Linked DNA regions of Mus musculus: regions 2, 3, 4 and 5 are each linked to region 1. Evidence: chromatin contacts called from public HiChIP or PLAC-seq and Micro-C data. All regions are on one chromosome and are shown on one strand. Each heading gives the region's core, a stretch centred on a gene start, on an enhancer-like site or on the middle of the called end of the contact. The rest is flanking DNA. Distances are from core to core; before and after follow the strand shown. Region 1 holds the start of Blcap (bladder cancer associated protein). Region 2 holds the start of Snhg11 (small nucleolar RNA host gene 11). Region 3 holds the start of Tgif2 (TGFB-induced factor homeobox 2). Region 4 holds the start of Tgm2 (transglutaminase 2, C polypeptide). Region 5 holds the start of D630003M21Rik (RIKEN cDNA D630003M21 gene).

The links. A called contact is a pair of places that touch in the nucleus more often than the background predicts. HiChIP or PLAC-seq counts read pairs in DNA pulled down with a chosen protein or histone mark.
Region 2: a contact with region 1 is called in an H3K4me3 HiChIP or PLAC-seq map of bone marrow-derived macrophages, with 10 times the contacts expected there. The contact joins the promoter of Snhg11 here to the promoter of Blcap in region 1. A contact is called at or near these places in 2 of 39 promoter capture datasets (liver and pre-B cells), 6 of 115 datasets of contacts at active chromatin or transcription factors (SST interneurons, astrocytes, bone marrow-derived macrophages and 3 more) and 2 of 9 other capture datasets (adipose tissue and liver).
Region 3: a contact with region 1 is called in a Micro-C map of embryonic stem cells, with 4 times the contacts expected there. The contact joins the promoter of Tgif2 here to the promoter of Blcap in region 1. A contact is called at or near these places in 6 of 39 promoter capture datasets (embryonic stem cells, hippocampal neurons, liver and 2 more), 3 of 484 Hi-C or Micro-C datasets (all in embryonic stem cells) and 1 of 115 datasets of contacts at active chromatin or transcription factors (embryonic stem cells).
Region 4: a contact with region 1 is called in an H3K4me3 HiChIP or PLAC-seq map of embryonic stem cells, with 3 times the contacts expected there. The contact joins the promoter of Tgm2 here to the promoter of Blcap in region 1. A contact is called at or near these places in 4 of 115 datasets of contacts at active chromatin or transcription factors (embryonic stem cells, memory CD8 T cells and pancreatic cancer cells).
Region 5: a FOXA1 HiChIP or PLAC-seq map of pancreatic cancer cells shows a contact between it and region 1. The contact joins the promoter of D630003M21Rik here to the promoter of Blcap in region 1. A contact is called at or near these places in 1 of 39 promoter capture datasets (the C10 cell line), 2 of 115 datasets of contacts at active chromatin or transcription factors (neural tube and pancreatic cancer cells) and 1 of 9 other capture datasets (adipose tissue).

The regions. Positions count from the first base shown.
Region 1 is chr2:157,564,172-157,568,475 of GRCm38.p6, forward strand. It overlaps Blcap (bladder cancer associated protein), which reads right to left and starts at 2,190. Exons shown (of 2, transcript NM_016916.3): 1 at 2,077-2,190.
Region 2 is chr2:158,374,439-158,378,113 of GRCm38.p6, forward strand. Snhg11 (small nucleolar RNA host gene 11) reads left to right here and starts at 1,275. Exons shown (of 5, transcript NR_164123.1): 1 at 1,275-1,450; 2 at 1,643-1,888; 3 at 2,556-2,634.
Region 3 is chr2:156,838,548-156,842,681 of GRCm38.p6, forward strand. Tgif2 (TGFB-induced factor homeobox 2) reads left to right here and starts at 1,460. Exons shown (of 3, transcript NM_173396.3): 1 at 1,460-1,691. LOC115486128 reads right to left here and starts at 2,701. Exons shown (of 5, transcript XM_030252280.1): 1 at 2,635-2,701; 2 at 1,169-2,452. The coding sequence starts at 2,701.
Region 4 is chr2:158,144,865-158,148,981 of GRCm38.p6, forward strand. Tgm2 (transglutaminase 2, C polypeptide) reads right to left here and starts at 1,528. Exons shown (of 13, transcript NM_009373.3): 1 at 1,427-1,528. The coding sequence starts at 1,436.
Region 5 is chr2:158,226,851-158,230,814 of GRCm38.p6, forward strand. D630003M21Rik (RIKEN cDNA D630003M21 gene) reads right to left here and starts at 2,374. Exons shown (of 14, transcript NM_177657.5): 1 at 2,234-2,374. The coding sequence starts at 2,236.

The DNA.
Region 1 (4,304 bases), core at 940-3,439:
CTACCCACTTTCTTCTCCCACTCCACACCCTTTTGTCCTGACAGCAAACTAAACCCTCCAGAGGAGGCAGGAATGTGTTCGTGCCCTTTCTTTGTGTCAAACCTGCAAGCCTGATACAAAACCACCTTGTTTATACAATGCTTCCACAAGCTATGCATTAAAACATTTTATTCTCACATAAAGCAATGGGATGTGTCTTTATTGCAAAGTCCTTAGTACACAGAACTAAATATCCCTTTTTCTTAAAGAGGTTGCTACCTCCAAAGAGGAGCAAAGGTGGAGAAGGTGAAGTGGAACAGCTTTATGGGAATCTAGCAACACACGAGATTCCAGGCACTAATGCCAGAGAAGGCCTGACCAGCTCAAGCTCAGTAGGGTGGAGGTTACTAAGTACCAAAACTTTTAGAGATGTGGGTTCTAGGAGACTTTTAAGTCTATCTGTAAAGTAACTGAATTGTGACTGAAATGTATCTGAGGGACAGGACAGGAATTAAGATTTTTGGCTTTGACTCTGGGGCTGGCCAAAGACAGCTTAATTACACAGAGGTTTTGAAGGAAGCAGGCTCGCTGCTGACTCCTTACTAGATATCTACTTTCAAACTTGGATCGCTTCAGGAGCCAACATCCCAAAGGGCGAGCCTCTGAGCTGGCAGCTAATCTTCCCCAGGAGATTTAAATGTGTATACACAAACATAAGACTAATTTACCAAAGTCTCTTTTTTCAGGTGACCACTGACTTCTTCCATATGCCTGAGAGACAATGTTTGCCACAATCTTCTCTGGAAATAATCCTGTCCCCCTCCCTCCACAGGGCTCATACCACACCAGGATACAGATTCCTGAACATTCCCAGGGCAGAGCCAGAAGACAGAGAGGAAGGCAATACAGGGCTCTTGGTAAATCACACAGTCACAAGCTTGAATGGAATGCGTGTATTTCAAAGAGAACAAGTAAAAAGGGCAGCCTAACTCTCATCCCCCTAGAAATAACAGGTAAGAAGTTAAAGTGTTCTGTCAACAACTTTAAGATGACCATTTTCAGATCGAGAATTGATCTGGTTCCTGGAAACTGACCAAGGTTCCAGAAATCCAATCTTTAAACAGGAACTCTGGCCATTAATGAATCTTGACTTAAAAGAAACAAGCCAGCTCAATCTAATGCTTGCCAGGGGCACATAAAATGGAACTTTTTTTGGGTCCTGGCTTTGGTGTTGCAGTTCAGATGGCTGACAGGATGGCTGGACCATGTCAGACAGGGCAGAGCTGTCCCCAATATATCAGTTCCCTGAAAGGGACAAAGAAGATCCGAACCTATAAACAGAAATAACCTATAAACTAGAACGGGCCCCAGTTTCCCAAGTAAAAAGAGACAAGAGACTTAGAAGAAACCTAAAGGTGGTTTGGCAGAGAAAGGAAAAAAAAAAAAAAATCGACTGTCCCCATCCCCCATTCTTCCTTTCCAGCCAGGCACTCCGTTCCTTCTGCTGCCCTTGAGTGCCACTCCCCACAAACTGGAGAGGGAACCGGTGTCCAGACTCGACGAAAAGTTGGTGGAAGTGAGAAGCACACGGGACCCGTAGCAGATGGTCACCCTATCACTCCGGACACAAAAGAGAGCGTTCGGGGCCCACTTCTACTTTCTCCCCACACTCCTTCGGATAAGGGTGGGGGAAGAAAAAGAAAAAAAAAGGGGGGGGGGAGAGAAACTGAAGTGGCGAGGAAAGAGTGTCCAGCCTCCCAGAAGCTGAGCCCCTCGCCAAGGTCCGGAACAGAGGAGGTGGTGGTCGCGCCCGCCCCTCCCAGCCCCGTCCCGGGAGCGCGCTGACCTTGGAGGCCAGAGTGACAGCTAAGGAACCCCGGAACCCACCCAAGGGACGGGAAGGGACCACCCCCAAGGCCCAGGTTGGGACGAAAAGGGGAGGTCATCTGACGCCAGACAAGGGTGCGCCCGACCCCGGCCGCGCGGAAAGCCCCGGCGAGAGGCCAAGCGACGCCTAAGGTGACCCCGGAGGGCTAACATGGCGGCGCGGCCGCACCGAGCGCTCTCACCCTGCCCAGGCGGGCGACGCCACGATACCTGCGAGCCCCACCATGGCACTGCCGCCACTGTCGCCGTCGCCGCCGCTGCTTGCCTCCACCTTAGCTCGCCACCAACGCCGCAGGAGCTGGGGAGACGCCCCCTTCGTCTTCTAGTGGAGCGGTCCAAGGACCCCCGGTCCAGAACCGAGCTGTCTTCTGAGAACGCCTGACAAACTGGCTCAAAGCGAGGCTACTCTCAGACACTCTCCCCTCAGTATCCGCCACGAAATGTCCTTTCTGAGTTTTTAGTAGACTTGAATAAAATTATGGGGCGCTAAGGTCTTCAAACCCGTGGAATATTTGGTCAGGCGTATCTTAGGCAGCCCCGAACCTCCGGCCCATGGTCCCCTTCATGCATATGCAGCAGATTGTGATTCTTACTCTTTGAGAGCTCCGCGGGCGAGCGAGGTGTAGTTACGCTGATGAGCGTAACTCCGCAGAATCCTTAGCACCTTGTGATTTGTGTACTTTGGGAAAACTTCTCGTGGCTCAGATCTGGCCCTTCAACCACGGGCTGAGGACGTGCTTCCTCCTTGGTGAGGAAATGGCTTGCCCCAGGCTTGTTAATGTCTAGATGAGTCAGTGTGGTCACTTACTAGCTTATTAGCCACGTTCCTGACCTCATACTGTGCGCAAGCGCAGTGCTAGAGGCTAAGGAGGTACAATTCTACTCCTGACCCCAATTTTCTCAGTCACCAGGGTGAGAGTGAGTGTCGGGGGATAGTGGAGAGACTACCACCCAGTAACCACTTGTAGTCGCACCAGTACATGATTTGTAATTAGGCATCGTGGAAGGCACTAGGAGGCAAAGTAAAGAGAGGAGAAATGAGTGGAATCCTGGTGTCTGGAGTGGGCGAGGGTTGGGGCCGTCTTAGGCATATTGAGTTTGTGCATTGTGTGAGTGAGGGGTCTTGTTCCAGACATGGAGGTGACAACCCTAAGGGTGGAAGGTGAACAAGGAATATGACAGGTACCTTGGTCATGAATTTGAATTTTTGTCTTGAGAGACATGGGAAGCTATGTTCTTCGAGGCAATGAAAAGAAATCTGGGTCTCTCCGAGGCCATTGACTTTCAGGGTTAGAAAACATGAAAGTGAGGTTTGGGACAGGAAGCCAGTTAAGCAACCAGAACATCTTTCCAGACACAAAGTCATGGTGACTCAGACAGGTAGTGACTAAGGGAGCTAGAAGAGATCATATCAAACTGGGTGCGGGAAGCACATACTGAGGCACAGGCATTGACTCCTAAGCTGTGGCTGTAGGGATGAAGAAGAGGTGAAGAGCCCTTGGCCAGGGTGGAAAGGCCCGAAGACAGGCTGCTAGGGGACAATCAGAAGTGGGACAGAGAACTCAGTAGCGGAAATGCCTGGGCACACCGTGGATGGAGAGAGTGGACCTGTATAAGGGCTGGTGGGCCTCCCTCAGCACACGGGTCTTGGTAGTGTCTAGAAGCCAAGGGGATCCAAGGCAGGAAGGAAGGAGGCCAATGGTGATCTAGGGAGGAGCTGGGAAAGGAACTGCAGAAGCGGGGTGCAGCAGACTCTCTTGTCCCTACTGCCACAGGCTGGTCCATGAAGCAGGGGTTCCGTGGAGTGGAGCTGGCTGGTGCTGACTCACGTGGGAGACTTTGGACACCTTGGATTCGGGAATGAGATGGCTCTGTAGCCTGTTCTTCATGTTGCCTCTCTCTCTCTTTCTTTCTTTCTTTCTTTCTTTCTTTCTTTCTTTCTTTCTTTCTTTCTTTCTTAACAGTAAATTACTGCCTTAAAAAGGAGGGGCTGGCGAGATGGCTCAGTGGTTAAAAGCACCGACTGCTCTTCCGAAGGTTCTGAGTTCAAATCCCAGCAACCACATGGTGGCTCACAACCATCTGTAATGAGATCTGATGCCCTCTTCTGGTGCATCTGAAGACAGCTACAGTGTACTTAGATATAATAATAAAAAATAAATCTTAAAAAAAAAAAAAAAAAGGAAATGAGTGGCCGGGCGTGGTGGTGCACACCTTTAATCTCAGCACTCAGGAGGCAGAGGCAGGCAGATTTCTGAGTTTGAGGCCAGCCTAGTCTACAAAGTGTGTTCCAGAACAGCCAGAGCTACACAGAGAAACCCTGTCTCAAAAAACAACAACAAACAACAACAAAAAACAAAAACAAAAAAAAAAAAAAAAAGGAAATGAGTGGCGGATACATGGAATGGCTTGGTGTCTCAGAGGACCTGGGTTTCTTC
Region 2 (3,675 bases), core at 25-2,524, 810 kb after region 1:
ACCACTCCAGGACCACGTGGTAGAAGAGACCAACTCAGAAGCGGTCTTCCAATATCTAAATGTGCACCATGACATGTGTGCCTACCAAACACACACACACACACACACACACACACACACACACACACACACATCAACCTAACTCTTAAAAAAGGGCACATGAAACAGCCGGGCATGGTAGCACACAGCTTTAATCCCATCACTCAGAAGGCAAAGGCAGGAGGATCTTTGTGAATTCTTCAAAGTTAGCCTGGTCTATGTAGTGAGTTCCAGGACAGCTAAGACTAAATAGAGACCCTGTCTCAAGAAAGGCAAGTCAAACTAAAACAAGAAGCACTGCTGAGCCACTTGCATGAGCTTGATGTCTCTACTTCACTTTGTGCAAACCCTCCTGGATATAGTATACTGAACATTCCATAATTCATTCCTTATTTTCCATCAGGCTTTAGACTGTCTTCTCTTCAGAGACAGCCCTGATGTCTACGCTGGATAAATAAATAGGTCACCACTGTCACAATCTGCCTACCACTATTTCATTTGTAGTGCTTATGGTTTTTTTTTAACATTTATTTTATTTTATGTGCAATAGTTTTTTGTCTGCATATATGTCTGTGTAAGGGTGTGAGATTTTCGGAGTCACAGTTATGAGCTTCCATCTGGGTGCTGGGAATTGAACCCGGATCCTTTGGAAGAGCAGTCAGCGCTCTTAATCACTGAGCCATCTCTCCAGCCCTGCACTTATGATTTTTAGTGGTTGAATTTTCTGGCCTATTTGTTTATCATACTGATTAAAATATAGCCGAGTTATGGATCATGTTTGTCTTATTCCTTTTATTTTTTAGTGCGTAGTCTGGCCCTTGATACGATATTATGGGTGGATGCAAAGCTAGATGAGTATATGGATAGATGGATGGATGGATGGATGGATGGATGGACAGGCAGACAGATGCATGCAGATGAATAGATACATAAGAAGGCAGGTGGGTCAGTATGATAGATGACTAATGGGATGAGAGGAAGCTGGCGTTCTGCACATATTTTCTGGCAAAATGGATGCATGGACTGATCGGAAGAATGGAAGCTAGGACTAAGGAAGGAGAGCCTCGATGGCGCAGTAAGCATTTCGGTTCTACTCCTGCAGGGGACGCTGCAGAGCCACGCCCACTGGCCAGTTGCGCAAAGGCGAAGCTGGAGACTGCAGCGCGCGCAGCCGCAGCTGGGCAGACACTGCGGTTTTCGGGGAGTGTCCTGCGCAGTCCCGCACTGCGGCACTCACTCACGCACTCAGCCTGCTAGGCAAGTCACCTCGGCTCTGCGCTCTTGGCCGCTTCCAAGACCTCCAGTCTTCTTTAACCGGATAAACCCAGGAGCCGGGAAGCTAGGGTGCAGGCGTGATCCTCCAACCCTTGAGAGCTATGGACCTCCTGGAGTACTGGAAAAGAGATCGTTGGTAGGCTGGGACTTCCGCCTTGCAGGGTCGGTGGGCTACAGTTGAGCTTACGCCCAGCCTTAGGGGAGGGAGCCGGTAGGAGAGAAAGACCAGGGGACGCAGTGCTAGTGTCCGGGCGGAGGTGGAGGGTTGGGGGCTGAACCCAGGTGAGGTTCATGAGGCATGCGAAGCCTCTTGTCCTTTCTTACACAGGGTTCTCGGACTGTTGACCTGCGTCCTTCCAAGCTGATAAGCCCAGGACCCTAGGACGGGATGCTAGGACTCCTGTGTGGCGCCTTGCTTTGAACCCTTTCCCAAGGGCTGTTTCCCAGATGAGCCTTTGCCGCAAGGCCCTCTTGACACCAAGGATGACGACGCAAAACCTGCGGCAGCCAACACCCCTCTCCCCACTCTCCGCACTCACTGGTGGGTGCCACCATCCAGGAAGCAAGTATCCCGGTAAGTGCTGCGGGTGCACCTTGAAGCCTGAGTGCCACCTAATTTTAGCCTACCTATGGGCACCAGCAGAGGGGTAGTGTGGAATTCACCCAGGTTCAGAGGTCAGCCTAGCAAAGACCCTGTGCAGGAAAGCTTGGGAGTCTGGACTCAGGCCATAAAGACCTCAGGTCCTTTGTGAACTAGTTCCTTCATTCCCAGGTAGGGAAGTTGCAAAGGCAGATCTGGCTGCTTGTCTTATTTTGAACCCTAGTGCCTGGCTGTATGGTAGCTATGCCCTGTGGTATGAATGAAACCGATTTCTCATTTTGAACGTAAGTTGGTCTTCGAGTGGGGGCAGGTAGATTTCATATGGCTGAGGTCTTTGAAGCCAGCGGTTAGCCAGTTAGCCAGCATTTTTCCATTTGAGGTTCTTTGGCAGGAGATGGGATAAAAAACCTTTTGGAGTCGCTGCCGTTTATCAGAGCTTGGAGGAACGATCTGAAAAGTGCTCTCTGACAGGTAATGTGTTGTTAGCATCTTTCTTTGTTCAGGAGAAAGTGCTGCGTCATTAGTTATCCAGCCTCGGGTGTATCTGTTGTATTTGGCTGTCGCACCAGGTTCTCTGCCCAGGTCAGACTTGGCCAAGTGACATTTAGATGCTGATTTAAATGCTTCTTGTTTATTGCAGAATTGACAGCTTGGTGCAGAGGGGACATGAGAGGTGTCTCTGTCCAGCTAGGAAGCAGCTGGACCACAGCGCTCCCAAGGTAGGATCTGAACCTAAGATGGCTGCCCTCCGGGAAGGGGAAGGAGAAGGGGAAGAGGGGCGGGGCTGGAAAGATGGCTCAGTGGTTAAGAGCACTGATAGCTCTTCCAGAGATCCTGAGTTCAATTCCCAGTAACCACATGGTGGCTCACAACCATCTGTAATGGGATCTGACACCTATTCTGGTGTGTCTGAAGACAACTACAGTGTACTCATATAAAACAAATAAATATTCTTACAAAAAAAGAAAAGATGGCTGCCCTCAAGAGATGCTCACAGGTTCCCAGGAATGGGATAGACTGGAAAGTAAACAGACAGAAGATGAAGGTGGCTGCATCTCTGTCCCCCAGTTTTGTTTTGTTTTTTGTTTTTGTTTGTTTGTTTGTTTTTTCGAGACAGGGTTTCTCTGTGTAGCCTTGGCTGTCCTGGAACTCACTTTGTAGACCAGGCTGGCCTCGAACTCAGAAATCCACCTGCCCCTGCCTCCCAAGTGCTGGAATTAAAGACATGCGTCACCACGCCCGGCTCCTGTCCCCCAGTTTTATTCTCCTTTGGGCCACTGATATACATCTAATTTCTGTTGTGCCTGCTTCAGTTCTGAGTCCTCTGCAATGCTTCTTGCTTTGGTGGGTTAGCAGCAGAAGGTCTGAATCAGACACGGGACAGTGCTGCGTATCTACCTGGACCCAGGTCTGTCTTGATTGGGGTTTCCCTTGCTGCAATGAAACACCATGACCAAAGCAGCTTGGGGAGGAAAGGGTTTATTTGGCTTAGACTTCCACACCACTGTTCATCATCAAAGGAAGCCAGGACAAAAGCCCAGACATGGCCAGGAACCTGGAGGCAGGAGCTGATGCAGAGCCCATGCAGGGGTGCTATGTGCTGCCTGGTTTCCTGGTTCTTACTCAGCCTGCTTTCTTATATAACCCAGCATCACCAGCCCCAGGGGTGGCCCCACCCACAATGGGCTGAGCCCTCCCACATCAATCACTAATTTAAAAAATGCCCTACAGGCTTGCCTACAGCCCAGTCTTATGGAGGC
Region 3 (4,134 bases), core at 210-2,709, 730 kb before region 1:
AAAAGACACCTGCTGCACACGCCTGGATCGTATGAGATCCAGGGCACATCTCCAGATTCACTGGGCTATCCCTCTATTTTCCCTCCATGTCACACCTATATGACAGTCCCTGCTTTTTGCCAAGACCTAATTGGTTTTTACTTTTCTTACCTAAGATTTCCCATCTCCTTCATTCTTTCAAAGGTCTGTGGCTGGAATATGACTTGGCTAAGAAATTGCTTGTGACCAACTCTCTGAGACTTGGTGTCACCATCAGTAAAAAAGAGGGTTCTGGGCAATGTTTTTGATTTTGGATGGCCATCTTGGTTTCAAGGATTTCCAGGCAAGTCCGGCTTCTATGAAACCCACCTTAAGATGCTTTTAATCGGCATCCTGACTGGCTTAGGGCCTTCTGGTAGGAAAACTTAACTTTGGTTGCCAAAGTTTTTGTGACTACAGTACAACGAAAAACAAAAGCTTGAGTCTGCTGCAGCAATGACAGCTGTTGTCTCTGTCACTTAGCTGCAGCAGGTGCGCCACTCTTAAGTCTGACCCAAGACCCAAACTCAACAGTAAAATGATTAGAAGATAACAGCATTAAAAAAAATAACAATCAGGGAAGACTGTTCGGATGCTGTTGGTTCTGGCACGTGGGTCTCAGGTTTCTGGGCCTATATGATCACAAACCCAGAAAAGGCCTGTTAGCTGGAGTTAGGCTATGCCACACTTATGCAGATAGCAAGAGACAGACAAACAGTCAGGGAACTTGGACGCAAGGAAAACTTGAGGTAAAATGACCCTAGCCTGGACCGCTGGAAGCGCCTAGCCTCACCCTCTCCAACTGGGGTTAGCCACCAAGGGAAAGGCTCGGCTCTATCATCAGACCCACCTGGCCAAAGGACACTGGCACACGTGGTAAGGCAGGGACCAGCGAGTAAATGCGGCCACCTCCAAATTGCGACACGGTGCCTGCCTCACTCACGCTCCTGGGGTGCAGCCTGTACTCACCCCTGGCCGACCATCTGCGCTAGGCTTGGGGTTTTATCCCAAGTGGTCTTCGCCGCGCCGTTTGCCTTATGAGCGGACAAAACAACTGGTCCTTTAGCACCTGGGAGTTACTCTGAGCCGACTGAGCCTCAGTTTCCCCATCCCCACAAGGGCAAGCTCCCAGAGGAGGAGGCGAACTTACAAAGGTACGGGGACTGGCACCCTTTGTGCCTGGTAGTGCCCCCACCCCCATGGAGGAGCACACAGTAGGCGCTCCGGAAACACTCTCTGAAAGGAGGAGCGGGCCACTTCCTGCCCTGGAGCTGACTCCGGGAGCCCTGGTCCCACCGCTCCGCCCCGGGCCCCGGCCATGCGGCATTCCTAAGGTGGGTGGGCGCAGGAAGGAGGTGCCGCGGGCCCGCCCCCTCCGACGCGTGGGCGGGGCGAAGCCCCCTGGCTCTGCGGGCCCGCCCCCGAGGGTGGGCGTAGCTGGCCACGCTCTGCACAAAGTTTGTTTCTGCCTCGGGGCGGTGGGGGAGGGTGCGGCAGGCGGGATGGGAGGAGAGGGGATCTGACGTCAGGTCGCGAGGTGCTTTCCAGCCGCGAGCTGTCAGGCGGGTGTCAGACCCGGCAGGTACGCGGCGCGTTCCCCCGGTGCCCCCCGCCCCGGCCGGGTGGTCCCACACCCCACCGAGGCCGCGTGGGCCGGAAAGCCGCCAGGGAAGGTGAGTGCGGGGCGCCGAGGGGCTGGAGACGCGGGAGGAGGCGCGCGGACAACTTGGAAAGTTTCTTGGGGCGACGGGGCGGGGGAGGGGGCGTCGTCCCGGCGCGTGCGACAGTGGGTGTGTGAGCCCCGGGGGTGTGTGTGAGTCGGGACCGCGGAACGCTGGCGCGGAATGCCGGGGTTGGCGGGGGGGGCGCTGTTCGGGGTCCTTGAGGGAGGGCTCGGCTCCCAAAGCTCCCAAAGCTCCTCTGGGAGAGGGCAGCCGGTGCCCTGCAGCGGGGTGAGCGCGCGGGGAGCGGGTTTGTTTGGTTTCAAAAGTGCACGTTGCTAACCGCCGGCAGCCCCCCCCCCTCCCGCACGGCGACAGAGCGGGACCGGGGGCCGCCGAGTGACAGCTGGAGGTGGGGGCCGCGGGCGGGGCTCCGACGGAGAGGGCTTGGGAGCCCGCGCGAGTTCCCCTTTCCTTTGGAACAAAGGAAAGTCTGTCTCCGAGGCATCTGTCACTCCCAGGCGGGCCAAGGCTGTGGGGCGCGTGGGGCTGGCGACGCGGAGAAAGTTTGTGCGCGCCGGGACCCCGGGACCAGGCGAAGGGCAGCCGAGCGTCTTGCGGGGGCTGTGCGCGTCCCCGATGTAGGGGGGGCGGCCAACATGGAGTCCAGGCGCAGAGTTGGGGGGGGGGGGCGGCGCGGAGGTTGGAGCCCAGCCCCCTCTTTTCCCCTCCCCCTCCGGGCCGAGTTCGGAGCACAAAGCCGAGCGCGCACGCTCCGGCGGCCCCGCGCCCCAAGAGTCACCCTGCGCGGAGTACCAGGGAACGGGCTGGGAACTAAACTTTTTCCTGTCCCAAAATGGACACGTGAGTTTTTTTTTTTTCCTTGCAAAGTCGTCCCCCCCCCCCAACCCCCAAGCGCCGGGTGGCGGACCGACAGGGGAGCTGTTGCTCGCACCGTGACTCTGGTGGGGGACAGTTGAGTGAGGGTGCCTTGAGCGCCGGCGGATTCGTCGGCGCCCCATGAGCCATGTGCTCCGTTGCGTCTGGGCCGCGGGGGAGGCTGCGCGCTTTGTGTGAACTGCTGGGAACTCCAGCCTCAGTGTGCGGCCCGGGGGATTGTATCTGGAGCTGGGCGAGTTGTCAGAAAGTTCCTGTGGGAGTGGCTGCAGATGGTGTTGTGGGAGTGTGTAGGAGATTGATGGGGTGCAGTGTCCAAGGGGTGCCTCCAATAACCCAGTTGTATAAAAAACTGATGGATGGCCGGTGTGGTGACGTGCGTGCTCCTGGGTCGGAGAGATCGTGGGTGGGCAGGTCACTTGGAGTTCGTGGGTGGGCGGGTGCAGGAGTTGGGCTAGTTTCGATAGTCTAGTCGTTGGTCCTAGGTATAGTGTGTAAATTTAGCTATGTGTGTTTGTAAAACTCTGGGAACTTGCGGGATGTGAGCAGTGGGTCGGGTCGGTTATTTAAACAGCGCTCAACTTGCAGGAGGGAAATTGAGGTATCGCTGGTGTGCGTGTGTGTCTAACCTGCAGACAACCCTAGGGTGCAGGACCCAGAGGTGGGGAAAGTTCATGCGGAGGGGTGCTCTTCTGGAAGGGAAACTATGAAGACTGGGTTCTGGCAGGCAGCCAGAGTGGAATAAGTGAAGATAACCTTGAGTAAACTTGTCACCCGCCGCCAGCGCTGCCTCCCTGAGCTGGTCTCGCAGCTGTCCTGGTGGCCGACTACATGTCTGCCCTCAGAATGCATCCTCCTTGAGCTCCTCTGAGTAAACACTGCCTCCGAGCAGTGCCCGGTTCACCTCCAGGTGGCCTGGCTGAAGGTAGACCCTTCCCTCGAAAGTCTGGCTTAGCCAGCCCAGAGATCTGGGCTCAGGCCCAAGTCGAGGAAACAAAACCTGGGAGATGGCAGAGTTTTTTGGCTGGGCCTGCTGAGGAGCTGTTAAAAGGCAGAGAAGGGAGGAGCATGCAGATCCTGGACCAGCCTTGGCCTAGAACTTGTGCTATTAAAATGTAAATTTCTTTTGCTTTTGTGAACGGGAACTTTGTCTGCTGGAGGGGCAGCTGATAGGAGTTATCTAGGCAGAAACCTTCCTTCACGGAGCAGGGGAGGAGGAGGGCTTCAGACTCTGAAAGGACACTTTACTGGGATCACACAGCCCAGTGGAAGTTAAAGCAGGGACCAGAGCCACACTTCATTGGTCAGGATTCTGAGATTAAGTCTGGACCAGGTCAGAGGCCGGACCAAGGAAGAAGGTCTAAAAACCAACGGAGGAATGACTCACTACGCACACGGCCTGCGGCAGGGGCGGCAAGACTTGGTGAACAGTTACCAGACCCGCCTCCGGGCCTTGGAGGGAAAATTACCCGATTTCAAATCCTTCTTTATAATCAGTCTTAAAAGATGGGACATTTTTTATTTTATTTTTTATGTGTGTGGATTTTCATCTGCACCT
Region 4 (4,117 bases), core at 278-2,777, 580 kb after region 1:
CTGCTTGAGAGAGTAGGCACTCTCAGAGATTTCAGACCACTGAAGGACATGTGATCCCACTGAGGCCCAGGGTGAGGACTGGCCCAAAGTCTTCCAGCCTAGTTTCCGGGCCCCCTGCTGTGCACAAGTTCCAAATTCAGGGAAACCATCCTGGAAGTACAGAAGGCTTCTACAAAAACCACCTCAAGTGAAAGGTCTGTGGCCCTTGCTACAAATCAAAAAGCAGGTGCCTGGTAATGACCGACCACACCACAGCAAAGAAGTTAACGCCACTGCCACTGAGGCTGGGCAGACCCACAAAATCCTCAACGTTGGAAGGCTCAAGCAGGAAAAAGGCCATTTTTCTAGAAGCCCTGGTGGCAACCATCCCCTGGCCTGGGGAGACAGGGTGGAGTACCCCACCCACACAGGCTGAAGGGTGCAGTAGCCAGGGTTCAGAGTCATAGAGGCCAGGGGGAACCTTGGTGGAGGAAGCCCCAGCAGAGTAATCCGGGGCTGTCTCTGAGGTCCCCCAGATTTTGGGGATAGGGATGGAAAACTGCCTTGCAGATAAGCAGCCCCTTTGGTGACACTTCACAGCCTGTTGAGGTTTCAGAAAAAGGAGTGACCGAGGCCTCTGGAATTTCCCTGTTTGCTTCAGGTCCCTCTGAACATCCCCTCTCTTGCCTCATGTCCCTTCTCTGAGGTCACAGTGCAGGCAGATGCCATCCCTGAATGGACTTGACCTTATAGTCAGCTGGGATTCTGGTCTGACCGTGTTAGGAACATCCTCCATTGTACAAGTCCTGACTCATGTGATCCCGAGTGTTTCCCATGCACACATGTGAGCACATGTGAAGGAGGCAGGCAGGGAATGAACAGGACCCTGGACCCTCTCCACTCTTCTCAGCCCTGTGGCTGTACCAAGGCTGGTCCAACTGCCCCTAACTTACAGCAGAGAACCCTGAGCTTCAACAAGTGGACAAGGAGAATCTGGGCTTGGAGAACACGAGGGCTCAAGAGGACCTGAAAGAACAGGCAGGCCTGGCTTCAGTGGCGCTCCACCAGATGCTGGAATTGAGACCACAGAATCAGCCAGGAAAGTTGTACCCCTTTCCAGGCACAGAGAAAAGCCAAGTGCCCCCTGCGCTGGCCAGCATCCCTGAGTGGCTCCCCTGCACCTGGCACACAGCAGGGACCCAGTTCTTAACTACTTATTGGGAGACCCATGACAGTAACTCACCCTTCCCAGTACACCTTCTGGGTAGCATTTTCACCTCATCCAAGGGGCAGAATTAACGGCTATGCCCTGGGGTGGGGAAAACTGAGGCCAACAATTCAGGGCCAGCAAGGTGCCTCCCATTGGCCCACCTGTCGCTCTCCTCTGGAGCTTTGGAGACAGCCCAGCCTGCTCCCGACTCTACCTCCCCGCGGCCCAGGCACTCACCCTCTGCCATGGCCAGGCTAGCGGCGACAGCTCAGACGCAGCGGGACACTCAAGCGAGGATCACCAGCGCGGTGCTGCGGACCAGCCGCGCGGCGCGAACTTATAGCCCAGGGCGGCCGGGCGGCCGGGCGGGCCCCGGGCGGGGCGGGGCGGACACCCCCGGCTGTCTGTCCGGGAACTAAGGCTGCCGGGAGCGCCCCCTGCTGGACACAGGACGACCTCGGAACAGACACCTGGAGCGTGTGACCAATACCCTAGACACAGAGATATGCTCCACAAGCCAAACCAGTGGCCAAGAACACGCACCTCTCCACACATATACATGAATATACCACACACACACACACACACACACACACACACACACACACACACACAGATACGTATGCACATACATACCACATCCATACATACACATAAACCATCTACACATGTATACTATACACACACATACTGCATGCAAACACATGAACATGCCATACACACATGCACATGGAGCAGGCACACACACACACAACCAAGCCGACAGATAACCATAGAGATCCACACATAGTCCCATAGAATCAACTAACAATTTTGGACACACAATGCTTAAAGGAACATCCCACATTAAGTCACATTGCAAACCTAGAGAGCCAGGACATAGGCATAGCCAGACACGGGGCTGGGTTTCCACGAAGCCACATATAACCCTCAAATGCGTAGGTATCTGGATGTGGGTGCTTATAGACTCTTGGCAGACAGGGGTGCAGGTACTGGCACGCGGACTCCCACAGACACCCATACCCTTCCTGTCCCACCCAGCCACTCATTCCGATAATTCCCCCACCCACCCATTGCTCGCCCATCCTCTTGCCTATCCCTGTTCCCATCCCTCTCCCTGTGCTAGCCCACTGTGAACTACAGCCAGAAGAGCCCAGGGACCACCGTACCGCTGACCCTTCCCATGGACCAACTCCATCCTGGCTTCTCTGATGACAGCTTGCTAAGCTCCCTTACCACCATGGAGCCTGAGTGGGCGACTTCTTGAAAAGGCATAGGCCTGTGAATCCCTCTAGCCCTTCTTCTGGAACACATTGCATGACTGGCCGCTTTGACCTGAGAGGATACCCCCAGACTCTATTTGAGTGTGACTCAGGGTGCCAAGACAAGCCCATACAGTCCTTGGGGACCCCGGGGTCACCCCACTTTATGGTAGTTGTTATAGAAATTGCTCCCTGTGACTGGTGAAGGACCAGAGGGAGGAGTTGGCGAGTGACCACCAGACAAGAGGCAATTCTTGATTACGCATGCTGCCCCTGACAGTTAGGGGCTCAGGGAGGTATCTCGCCTTTGGGGGCCTCCATTCCATCCTGTGAGGAATAAGGACAAGAATTCATTCCTCATGAGTTTGAATGGGGCATAGTCAAAGTGGTCAACACTAGGGACTCTTGAGCCCAGGCTGGCCTAAGAGTGTCAGCCCTGTCAGAGAAGGTAAGAGCTGTGTCCGCTGACCTTTCCCATCCTAGAAGGACGCATTCTTCCTACCCTTGTCTCCACCCAAGTGCCTCAGAGAACAGGTATGTTATGAAGTCATCCAGACCCCTGCTGTGACTACCATAGAACCCACAGCCAGCCCTCCTAGGGCTGATGTGGAGGCCTGGTCACTCTTGCTACCATCATGTCCCTTTGTTCCTATTTGTATGGTGGCAGCCCTTCCTCCTTAAAGTCCTGTCTAGGTTCCCCAACAGTGGTGTGGCTTGGGCCTCCCTTAACCATTGTATCTCCCACCCATCGTACAATGGAGGCATGCATGGGGGTCACTGTGAGAGGTCCCAGTGGGGTCAGGATTAGCAAGCTGTGATTCACTGAACAGATGGTGGGGGTGTCCCACCAGTTATTTGGGGTGCCTGTGAGAGACTCAGCATGAAACTGCAGGCTTGCTCCTCACCCCGTGGCCAACACTGCATCCTTTCTCTGTCTTTTCTACAGAACTGTAGCCAACTGAGTGGTGGCTCAGGGCCTTAAGCCACCATACTGGACTGGGTCCATTGACTTAAGTAAGGTGGCAGGCAGGGGCTAGGGCAGAACTGGATTCAGAGACTTGGTTCTCAGTCCTGTGACTTGGGTCCTTTGCCTGACTCTGACTTCAGTGTTCAGTTGAGAAGGTCTATGAGACCTTGCTGTGTCATACCTCACAGGGGCAGATAAGACTCAGAAGTGGGGGCTGGAGAAATGGCTTATTGGTTTGGGGGGCACTTGGCTGCTCTTGCAGAAGACCTGGGCTCAATTCCTGGTCCCTACATGGAAACTTACAACTCTCTGTAACTTTAAGATCTAACACCCAGGGCCCACATGGAAGGTCATAACTGTCTGTAACTCCAAGATCTCTCTCTCTCTCTCTCTCACACACACACACACACACACACACACACACACACACACACGCACACACACATGCACACACACACATGCACACACACACACGCACACACATGCACACACACACATGCACACACACACACGCACACACACACACGCACACACATGCACACACATGCACACACACACACATGCACACACACACATCCACACATGCAGCCAAAACACCAATGTACATAAAACTAAATTATTTTTTAAATTAAAAAAAAAATCTCAGAAGTGCCTTGGTGGTGGGGTGTGGAGAAGGTGGTGGAGGGTTGCAGGTCCCTG
Region 5 (3,964 bases), core at 1,124-3,623, 660 kb after region 1:
CCTCTAACCTCCACACGCATGCTGCAAAGGCATGCTAGAGTGACACGCTGCAGTGAGCGGATTGTGAGCAGATATAGCACGGTGGTTTGGTTTGGGTGGATATTACAGGAAAGAGGAATTTCCCGGCAAAGAAAGCACATGCAAAGGTCCTGGGGCAGGAGGGACCGTGAACCCTGAGGGATTCTGAAGCCAGGTCTGAGTATTCAGGGCTCAAAGATGGGAGAAGAGGTGATTACATTTCTAGTCAAAGGGAAAATAGTGGTGTAGACCCCAGTGCCCACATAATAACCTGGATGTCGTCGCATACATGCTCACACACCCATCACGGAGCCGAACAGGCATGGGAGAATCCCTGGGATATTTCTAGCCTAGCCAATAAAATGCAAAATCCAGATTCAGGGAGAGACCCTGGCTCTAAGGAGTGGACGGAAGTTATGAAGGCCCTCCTCCGGCTTGCATGTGATGCAGGCACACATACACAGGCATGTGCCGTGCCATACACACCTCACATGTATACATATACAAACATGGACATTCCCTAACACCACATCACAAGATACACACACATGCATATGCATACACATGCGCATGCACACGCATGCACATACACGTGCATGTGCATATGTACACACACATATGTAAATAAAGGCAGAGATGAAAACATGGCTGTCCTACCCCTCAGGAAAGACTCTCTCGGCTGTTCTGAGGAGCACCCCAGGGCCTGACCTTTGACCTGAGAATCCGGGGTTTACTGAGGGTTTGTTTGTTTGTTTTTAAGAAAAATGAATAAACTGATTCCGTCAAAACCAGAGCTTTGACAGACAGATGAGCTGTGGCACCGAGGTGACTTTGCAGGGTGTGAATTCCAGCGGTTCTGCTTCATACTTCTGGAAGGGTGACAGTGTAGGCTCCTTGGCTTCAGGCTCTCATCGGTGAGATGAGGGGCTACAAGTCTGCAGTTAGAGTTGGTGGGCGTGGTATGTCTCCCACTCATAGAGAGCCCAGCACAGGGTCTTGCTATAGAGAGAGGCAGACAAACACTGCCTTAGGCCGAACCACTTAGGATGTACTTTTATGCCCCAAGAGCGGTGTCTACCGTGCCTCTGGCTCTGGGGTCTGAGTTTGGGAGCCTAGTTTTGTACTGTCTGTGTGCAGAGGTGTCTGTCCATATTTCAGCCCGAGCAAGCAGATACATGAGCCCCGTGTGCTTGTGTTCATTGTGGTTCGGGGATTGGTGTGTGCAGGCACGGAGTGAATGCATTTCTCTGTAGAGTTCTGGGTATGGATCTACACAGGAAGGGAAGCCCACCCAAGCCAGCACAGCAAATCAGAGTCAGGGGGTGAATGCCCTGGCCCATCTCCCAGCTCTGTCCAAATCCCCGGAGATTTGCAAAATTGCTCCAGAGAATCTTCCCCAATCCTGAACCTGTCTGGAGCCCAGCTAAGACTCTGAGCAACAGACTTCACTTTGACTCCTTCTTCCCAGACACAGGCACAAAGGCACACACAACTCTCCTAGAGGTCCCGTTCCCAGGTGCAGTCCAGGAAACCCATGCACAGAAGTAAGCCCTCCGCCTTCTCCCCAGATGCCTCTACACCTCATGCCCATGGGAAGGCCCCGTGCCAAACCACCGTATCTAAAATAGCAAAGGCACCCAAGATTTGGTGAGCAAGTCCCTCGAACCCACTCTCCTGCCCTCAGGGTCCGCCCTTTCTCAGCACTACTGTTCTGTGCTGGGTTGGGGCGGGGGGGGGGGGGGAGGGGGGGGGACACGACGACTTTGATTTCCCTCTCATTCCAGACCCCCTACAGGACACAGCACTGTCAGTCAGCATAAAGTTTAAAGCGCTAAAAAAAAAAAAAAAAAAAAAAAAAAAAAAAAAACAACCAAGTTTTCTGCAAGGCTCAAGGTCCAGAACTCCAGTTCAAATTTGCATACTGGTTTGGAGCGAGATGAAAGCGTGCATCTCTGCAGAGAGGCCCAGGCAGGACGCGAGGCCCAGGGGTGGATCTGAGCCCCACTCTTGCCCTAATTCTGCGGGAGCTGCGCACGCAGTTAAGCAACGACCCACACCAGGAACCGAGGGTCTCTAGGTGCGTGCGTGCGTGCGCGCCGCGTGTGCACACACAGACACACACACACACCCGGGGGCGCGGGGGGGTGGGGTGGGGTGGGGGCGTGCTGGAGAAAACCCAGCAGAGTGAGGTGGTCCAGGCCCAGGAGGGCGTTACCATGGTGATGCTCCTCTGGTCCCCGCGTTGGCAGTCTCTGTCCCGCGAAGCTCTGGCTCTCCTAGCTCTGGAGAGAGTGCGAAGGGCGAGAGGAGTACTCCTAACCCGGCCTCATCCCGAGGGGCAGCCAGACCCGGACAGGGAAGAGGGAGAGGGGACCCAGGCTGAGGAGGCGAAAAGGGGGGGGGGGGAAGAGGCGGGCCACCCCGTGGGGGGGGGGCGGGGCGGCGGCGGGACAGCGGCCCTTTGTGCGACGCCTTGCTCTGCGCCGCCCTGCTGCCGCCGCCGCTGCGGGTGACAGGAGCCCGACGTTGGTCCACTCCGCACCCCCTGCCGAGGCCACCGGAACAGTCTAGGGGTGTCTGGCGCTGCCCAGCGCTCCCTCCAGCGTCCCCACCCAGGACTGCTGGCTTCTTGTTCCTATCTGCAAGTCATTTTGTCTCCTAAGCCTCAGTTTTTCAACTGTAAAATAGGAAGGTGGTGGAGGTGATGCTGGTGAGGATAGCACCCCTTCCTGGAATTGGGGAGTAGATGTCAGCATCAGTCCTGACGGCCCAGTGTCAGGCTTGGGATGGCGGCTAACACACACACAGAGCCTTCAAGAACTTGAAGCTCCCATGGCAGACACCCACATTGCTATGAGGCAGGGTGCCCCAGACACCCACCACGCCTGTGGACTCCCTACCACGGAACCAATCGTGGAAGGAGAGGTGGGCTGTTTGGAAGCCCCTTCCTGAGGTGTTCTGTAGTAGCTTTCCCGTTGGATGACTCTGGAATCGAGCTTTTTATTATCAAATACTGCACTGAGCCAGAACGACACAGACTCCCTGTCCTTGGGGAGCGATGGAAGGGGGTGGGGGTTGTCACCTACGGGGAATGGGAACAAGAACGAGAGGAACAGAAAAAATAACCGTGAGTTAACTGCTGAAAAGGAATGGAGTTGATCAGAAACTCCCGAGAGGGGGCTGGAGAGATTTGGCCACCCTTCTCCAAGACACAGGTTCAATTCCCAGCACCCATATGGCCATTCACAACTACCTGCTAAGGGAATCTAAGGCCCTCTTTAACCTCAGAGGGCACCAGGAACACACATGGTACACAGATACACACTCAGGAAAAATATTATTATTATTATTATTATTATTATTATTATTATTATTATTAGAATGACGAGACCTGAGTGAACAGAGAGGGGCCGCAGGAAATGGAATTCCAGGCAGTGGGAACAGGCCACGGGAGGCCTCCAGGGGGATGGCTTAAAAAGATTGGGACAAGTAAGTGGAGACCGCAGGATGGCATGGTGGTAAAGGCTTCCCTTCTAAGGCTTATCCACAGTCATGTCCCCCTCACCGCACCCTACCCCACCCATTGATTATCTAGTCTCTTCACAAGAACCTGTGCTAGGAGCCATCCCAAATCCTTTTTTACTGAGGGACTAGTAATTCCCAACTAGTAATCTCACTCTGCTGTGGGGCTCCGAGCATTCCTTAGGGATGTTATTTAAACATCAGATAATCCCTCCCTAAGAAGCAGAGAGGGGAGGGGGCTTTTGTTGTTGTTGTTTTGTTTTGTTTGAGAAGGGTCTTATGTGTCCCAGCCTGAGGTAAAATTCCATATGCAGCTGAGGATGGCCTTGACCTTCTGACCCTTCTGTCTCTGCCTCCCAAGTGCTGAGGTCACAGGCATGCGCTGCTACTTGTGTTTTATGTGGGTCTGGGCCTTTGTACACGC